Linked DNA regions of Siniperca chuatsi: region 2 is linked to region 1. The links are chromatin contacts, called in public Hi-C maps. All regions are on one chromosome and are shown on one strand. Each heading gives the region's core, a stretch centred on a gene start, on an enhancer-like site or on the middle of the called end of the contact. The rest is flanking DNA. Distances are from core to core; before and after follow the strand shown. Region 1 overlaps rps6kc1 (ribosomal protein S6 kinase delta-1). Region 2 holds the start of LOC122862732 (N-lysine methyltransferase SMYD2-B-like).

The links. A called contact is a pair of places that touch in the nucleus more often than the background predicts.
Region 2: a contact with region 1 is called in a Hi-C map of skeletal muscle, with 3 times the contacts expected there. The contact joins the promoter of LOC122862732 here to the enhancer-like site in region 1. A contact is called at or near these places in 2 of 3 Hi-C or Micro-C datasets (liver and skeletal muscle).

What each region holds. Positions count from the first base shown.
Region 1 is chrLG16:15,211,695-15,215,574 of ASM2008510v1, reverse strand. It overlaps rps6kc1 (ribosomal protein S6 kinase delta-1), which reads right to left. Exons shown (of 16, transcript XM_044169363.1): 13 at 3,648-3,737. Among protein-coding and RNA genes, the nearest start is that of rps6kc1, 16 kb to the right of the region's middle. Within about 2 kb of position 1,629, the one cell type or tissue checked has an H3K27ac peak away from gene starts, as active enhancers do. A contact at or near this core is called in liver, where this site is marked.
Region 2 is chrLG16:15,350,628-15,354,378 of ASM2008510v1, reverse strand. It overlaps LOC122862732 (N-lysine methyltransferase SMYD2-B-like), which reads right to left and starts at 2,401. Exons shown (of 12, transcript XM_044168339.1): 1 at 1,945-2,401; 2 at 8-71. The coding sequence starts at 2,240.

The sequences.
Region 1 (3,880 bases), core at 380-2,879:
ACACACATACATACACACGCACGCACGCACACGTCTCAGAGCAAGGTCGATGTCATCACAATGGATTAATGTCTAAGGAGCTGCAGGGAGAGTACAGTGGAGCTGGCTACACTTACCGCTCTGTCAGAGCGAGGCAGGGAGAAAGTGAGATAGAAAGAGAAAGAGGACGGGAAGGGAGAATTAACTGCATCCACAGGCCATAGGTCATTCAACCCCACTGTTGCACTGCACTGTGTGATGTGTACATTTTCAAATTTGATCATACCTTTACTAAGCTAGCATTTTCTTTCTTGAACAGCACAGGAAACACTAAAAATTTAATCATGAGAATTCTAAGAAAACAAAAGGATACTGAGGAGTTCAGATACACAACAATACAGTGTGTTCACCTCATGGCCTCTTCTTCTTCCCTTTCCCTTCAACAATGCAGTTCCCTCCTGCTTTGTATCTTAATCACACTCCATCTCCTCTCTCCTGGGGGCCATAAGGAACTTTCTCTCTTCTCCTCTTAGACCGACTTCCCTAAAAACTTAACTGACAGTCATTGTTGAAAGAGGAAGTAAAGTGTATGCAGGTAGGAAGTAAGGAGGGATCGGTGTATCATGTCCCAAGACTGTGTGTGTGTGTGTGTGTGTGTCTTATGAGCTGGGAAGGCTCTGTTGATAAATGTTGACAAATCCCATGACTCATCTTCATTATGCGGACAGAGTAAGAATATTCAAATAATAAAGAACTTTCAAAAAGGTACTTTCAGGGCACAATTTCTTACTTGAAAATCTCTTCGAAACAATGATATGACAGCTCTGTGTAAAAAGAGGAACTAAACTTTATCTTCCAACAGATCATCCTGTGGCTGAGCAGGTAAAAGAACAAAACGGTGAAAGTTAACAGTGAGTATGATGATGAAGTCCTCAGTAACTGACTTGTTACCTCAGAGGGGAAGAATATTGAATTTCCCTTTTCTTAGACGTTGAAGACAATCGGTTTTGGACTTGCTTCCCTCTCAACAGAACAATAAACAATTTCTGTTCAAATTAGGTTGTGTCACACTGTTACTCCACAGCTTGTTTTTTGTCTTATTAGAGAACAAAACATTAGCCATCTGATGTTTATCAGTAATGACGGAATGGTGAGAAAGTAAATAAGCAGAAGTGCAGAATAAATAGATACACTGTTGCTGTATTTTCCGAGTTCACTCCCGTGTTTTTTGGGTGTGAATGTGTGCGTTTTAAAAACATGTTTCCCTCCTTCTTAAACAGACACACACACACACACACACACACATACGGTCACAGCAGGCCCCCTGCTAGCTTTCTGGCAAACAGTCATAAATCTGTCATCAGGAATGAAGCCATCGCTAGAGCTGACCCTGTCTGGATAAACAGCAATGCATAACAAGGGCAGGAGAGACACACACTCACTAACCTCTGCGTTACTAAGTGTGTGTGTTCACAAGCACATACATCTACAGATACATCTACCAAACGCAGGGATTTGCAGGTACGCAATAAATACAAGCAAGCAAAATAGGTGATAGCCATTACTTTGTAATATATCTGAATTTACAACATCAAAGAAAGATGGACATAAGAGACACACAAGAAAAAGAGAAAAAGTTGCTAATGTTTGAGTAGGACAGTCAATAGATGTGGACGTGGTACTATCACTCAACAACAGCATAACACACCCCCTGCTGGTTGCTAATATGTATTACATCCATTGATCCACATGGGATCAACAGTCGTTTAACTAACAAAACCTTTCACACCTGCGCTGATGTCAGTTCTGTTCCACTTCATTTCACTAAGGCGCTGGCTTTTATCCCCAACATTTAACATTCTTTTACTGGGCATCTTTTGCTGTAAAATATTTTTGATTATTTGTGTGAGTTGAATGCAAGCACCACCCAAATGTGATTCAAAGAGCACCACCACTGATTTTTATTGTGTTAGGAGCTACTGTAGATGATGTGCAACTTTTACATAAAGCCATGCTTCTGATTTTATTGCCGCCTCCAGCTCCTCTCGTCATCCACAGACACTGTGTCCAACATTGTTTATACTTGTATTTGTCTTAAACTACATCTTAATTTCACAGTGCTGAAAGGATTTGTCTATATATTCAGTTACAATTTTGAAAGTCAATCATTTACATCATTTGGCAAGACTGAATATTTGTTTATTTTTATGTAATTTTAAAGTGAATACCTTCCAGTTCTTTGACTGCTGGTTGGACAAGATATGACATTTGAGGACAGCACTTCTAAAAACTTGACTGATCCAGAATTGGGTTAACAGTGCTGTGATAACTGACTGTAAGTCAAGTGTATATTTAGTCAAAGTTAAAATTAAATTTGAATGCCAAATTCATTATTAAATAGACAAGATTGTTCCGCATGTTACCTTTCAAATCTACCATCCACGCACTTAGTGTGACAATCTCTCGCTGCTTGTATTAACAAGAAAATTATTACATTAATTACACAATGATTTAATGACAAACATGTTTCGGCTCAGCTACATTGTGCATAAAGCTCCTTGTGCTGAGCTCCTGTGTCTTTAGGTCATCTACCGCTGGCCACTATATGCATCTATGTGCTTCTATTTCCATTAGTAGGCTTTTAAATAAGCTGTTGCTAAGGGAAAAAATGCACACTTTGGATATTAGACAGAGCATTTGTTGCTTTCAGATTTATTACAACAGTGGCATACTGTACGTTCTAGTCACAAGGAGGATTTAAATCTGAAGTGACCTTCCTGGCTTGAGAGAGAGGATGAATATGAGTGAATAGCTTAATATAAGTGCGTGGGAGAGTGAATGGGTGTGCGGGTCATTGTGTATGTCTCAGAGTGCAGCCAGTGTTTTCAGCTACCAGTTATTCATCCTGCATATTTAAGAAGATGTAATTAAACACATAATGCATAATCTATCCAACAGCCCAAGTGTGAAGGCATATGCTTAAAGCAGCAACATATTGGAAAACTTATCCCCCCCCCACACACGGAAGTGTTAAGTAGGGACATGGTGCTGTAGTCTAGCAGCAGTTTGTTTTAGGCAGCTTGTAAACAGCATGCCAGAGCTGCCACAAGCCTGCTGGGGGCAACACATGGGGTTACTGCACTATTGGCTAACTGTTGCACAACAGCACACTCTACAGGACAAAGAGAGAATTACAACAAGATCCAGCTTCTCAAAACTGTGACTGCAAGAGTAAAAAAGATATTTCTCATTTATCCTCCAGATATTAACCACTCTGAGTGTTAATTAAAATGTAAAATAACACTGTCATGATGATTACCGTATGTATCCTTTAGATGTGGTTCCTTTAACTGCAAAAGAACAGAATGGAAAGAGCACCTTTGCATATGGATTTTTGTCAGTCTCTCTCTCTCTCTTTCTACTACTACTCGATTGGTTTGTGTATATTTGGACTGTTTATTCATGTCTGGCTATGAATGAAGGTTCTGTGACCATGGGAAAGTGGTCTACTTATGGCCATGCATGCCTGCATAGAATTAACCCCACATAAACCTCCTAACTGACACGCAAACACACACAAAATGAGGTTCCTAATTCATAAGTATAGAATGAGTGCATAAGAGAAATCAGAGAAATAAAGTGTTTTAGCATGTATATGTATGTCTCACCTGGTGCACAGTACATATTGGAAATGGCCTCTTTGTCACAGGACTCCTCCACATCACTCCAGCTACAAAAGTAGGTAAGCTGAACATGACCTTAAGAGACAGGAAGAGACAGAAAGTGTTCAAGCTCAAAATCAAAGTGTGAAACATTCATCTCATGCTCTGCCTCTTGTCAACCCATCACAGTCAAGTGTCACTCGCTACTTTTCAAACTGTTTATTCAGCTTTACAGCACT
Region 2 (3,751 bases), core at 1,152-3,651, 140 kb before region 1:
TTCCTACCTGGCATTCCACATTGCAGTAGAAGGCTTTCTTGCACTTCCCACATCTTGCCAAGCCCTCTTTCCTATAAATGACAAAAAACAGGGTCTGTTAGCTTATGGATAGCAAACAGCATATGGTTAAAAAGTTACTGATGTCCTCTCACACCCTTATATAATTTCCTACAAACACAGACACACAGACAAACAACATTCAAACATTAAACATCAGTGGATAGTGCATTATCTAGTTGTACGTCTAGTGGAGTATCTTGTATGTGAGTATGTGGTTGCTTGAGTGTATAAGTGTGTGTATGGACTTTAAAAACATCCTGTTCCATTACTCTGAGACAAGAAACAGCAGTTGCTAGTGGCCTGTCGTAACTGATAGCAATGAAGGGCTTTAAAACATTCTGTGGTATTAATAGAGCTGACCTTATGAGTGCCAGCTGTCTCTCTACCACACTGAAACAGTAAAGCAGTACATAGTTCCACCCCAAAAAGTTTTGAGACATTTACTGTTGGTAGTCATGCCAAGTCCAACAAACTGGTTAGTGATGGGTGAACACGACAGTCTAAAGCTGGGAACACACTACACTGCACTCTACACACAGTGACCAATTAAAGACCAAACATGTTTGATCCTCTATGATAAAATTATGTGTTGTCTATAACTGTATCTGCAAAAGTCTTCTAAATACACAAATGGCATCTCCTGAAGCTGTTTTCTAACTTACAGCAAATTGAATGGCTGTCATATGATCTTAAAGGTCTCCTTTTGCGATGTCAAGGTCTATTTATGCAAGACTAAGGTCACATTTAAGGTAGGTTAGGCTGGGTTGCTTCAGGATAAAAAAGGAGGTCACAACAAGAGCTTGGATTGGGGTAAGACTAAGGTACGAGGTAGGGTTACAGCGGTTTACAATAGACAAAAAAAGGAAGTGATACTTTCCAAACATCTGCTTTTTGTCACCTGATAGCTGAGGATCAGCACTGGACAATACAACAAATATCACTGCACAGAATCCAAACTGTGCACATAATTAAACTGCTGCAACTTTTCACATCATCTCTCAGTACTTCAATATCATTTAAGGAGTCAAAGAGGACAAATTATGGTAACTTCAAAATAAGTCATCCATAATGAATCTCACAGAATCTTCCTAAATAAAAATTTAAAAATAAATTTAAATAAAAAAGATTTCACACCATTGGGAGCCAATATGGACAATAACTAATTTCTCAATGTTAAACATAACAAATATATAAACTGCTGCTGCAAGCGGGATGATGTCTTACATAACAGTACTGAAAAAAGGTGTGTGTATGCAGTGCAACCAGTTGCATCCATACCAACCTGTAGACTACAGGACAAAGACAATTATTAGACATGAGATTTGATTAGAATGTAACTGATTGTTATCATGATTACTATAACAGCTCTACTATAACACATCCAGGCAAACAAACACAATCAAGAGATGAATGACTGCCTGGATGCTACGAAAATGTTCAGCATTCATATAGGCCTACTCCCAGAGCGGGCCAGAGACGGTATGCAGAAATGTGGAACAGGATATAAATGAACCACCATTCAGAAAGATGAGCAAGATAACCAAAATAGATTTTATGGAGTGACACATTTATGACAAAGAGCCCATGTGGTACTTTATGGTGGCCAATACATATTAAGACTCACTAATAAACTGATCTGGTTCGCAGTTAAAGAGATTGGCGTCTTAAACTTATTCAGATCTAATAAGAAATAAATCATAGGCAATGAGGTGTTGCAGGATATGCAGCCACATGATGTCAGGTGTCATCACAAAGGTTGTACAGTATTTGATACAGGCAAAAGTGCTCAGATGAGACTCTTTATGAACTGGATCAAGTAATGCTTAGAGAGAAAATGAAATACGTTGTCACAACATGCAGGGATAAAAATAACCAGTCACTTACCTGGTGAAGCAGCACTCGCAGTAGCAGCCTCTCTCCTTTACTGACAGCACATAAGAGTACGCCTGGCAGGAAAACAGCAGCTCTCCAACTTTAAAGCGTCTGGTAACACGGAGACCTCGCCCTTTCCCCGGACTGTCAAACCTCTCAATTCCCTCGATGTTGCCCGTCATTGTGCCTCCTTCGGGTTGTCTTCCTCCAAAATGACTCATAAGGACCCGGGAGAGAAGTGTGGGATGTGACACCCCGGCTCTACGTGTTGGGGCGTCACCCTCCCCAATAATAGTTCCTAATGGCATCCAAAGGCGCAGGATGAGCCCATATGCAAACTACGAAAACATTAAAACTTTTTCCTGTGACCGACAAACTTTCTACTCTTTTTTAAATAGCACCCAATAATTGATTTAGAGAAACATATAGAGTGATTTTACAACTGTTAAATAACATTTTTGGTGGGTCTGGGGCTAGGTGGCCAGTGCTGCTATGGCAACAAGACGCCATTGTGCCCCCCCTCCACAATGCAGCAGCTTTCTCTCGGAAACCAATGCAAACAGAGACTCCCTCACTATCCAAAATAGTGACACTATAATATATATAATATAGACACTGTGATTTTAATTAAAATACTGCATAATTACCTTTGTCAAATAACTAGCAATTCTTATTATGTTGTTTCCCCAAGTTTTCATTGAGTTTCCACAAGTGAGTGAAACAGCGCCCTTAGCGGCTGCTCTGTGTGGTTAACGATGATATATATTACACTAAGCGTTAAGGCAAATATGTAGTAAGAAGTTGATTTGGAAAGTAGTATCAAACACTCAGATGCGGTCATTGTGGGATAGTGAATGGGTCATAAGAAACTATTATGTGAATTGGGAAGCCAGTCATACTCTAGTCTCATAATAAACAATAGAAAACTAACATAATTTAAATTAAGCAACCAGGAGCGTTGGCTAGCTTGTTTTCCAGTGATGCTAACAATATCAACTAGGTTAACTGTGTTTTTTAAGACTAGTCAGGTAGCTAACAGTGATGGAGAGAGGAGATGAGGAGTTCTTTCAATTAATAATCATAGCAACAAGTACAGTGGGACTTTTAATAAATGAAACAACCGGGAAAGTTTGTTTGTCAGTGTTGCTAATCAGCTAACTGTGTTATTGTAAGGCTTGTTAGCTAGCAGTGATGGAGAGAGAAGATGAGGAGTTCTGTAAACAAACAATCACAGCAACAAGTGCAGTGGGACTATATGACATGGATATTCACCACCTCATCTCCATGAAAGGATGGGCTTCAGCGTCAAATAATGTGAGTCAGATAAATCCACCCTCTTTCTGCCTCTTTCTGTGTCTATCTGTCTCTGTCTGTCTCTTTGCACGCTATTTTTCCGATGGTTAAATGTGTCTCTCGGGCTGTCTGTGTGTATTTAACCACTTTTTGTGTAGTTGTTAACATTATGAGATTGTGTTATGTAACTTAGCCTACTGTACCTTGTTTGCAAAGCTGTTGTGTTATTGATGCTATTTAGGCTACATAGACACAGCTGCAAGGACATAGTCTGCAGGGGCTTTGAATAATTTCCCCAATTTTGCATGTATTGGTTGTTCAGTCACTTGATGGTGTGTGGTAATGAGCCTGTGGACGTCTGCTTGTTGCTTGTGAGAATTTCTTCATCTGTGCTTCTATGAGTCATTATATTGTAGCCCTTGTAGGCTGTTTTTGTATGCCAAGCAGTTCATTATGCGTTGATACCTTCTGATGTGAACATGAACTAAATCTGTGAATGTTTCTAATGTTCAATATTTTAGTATTC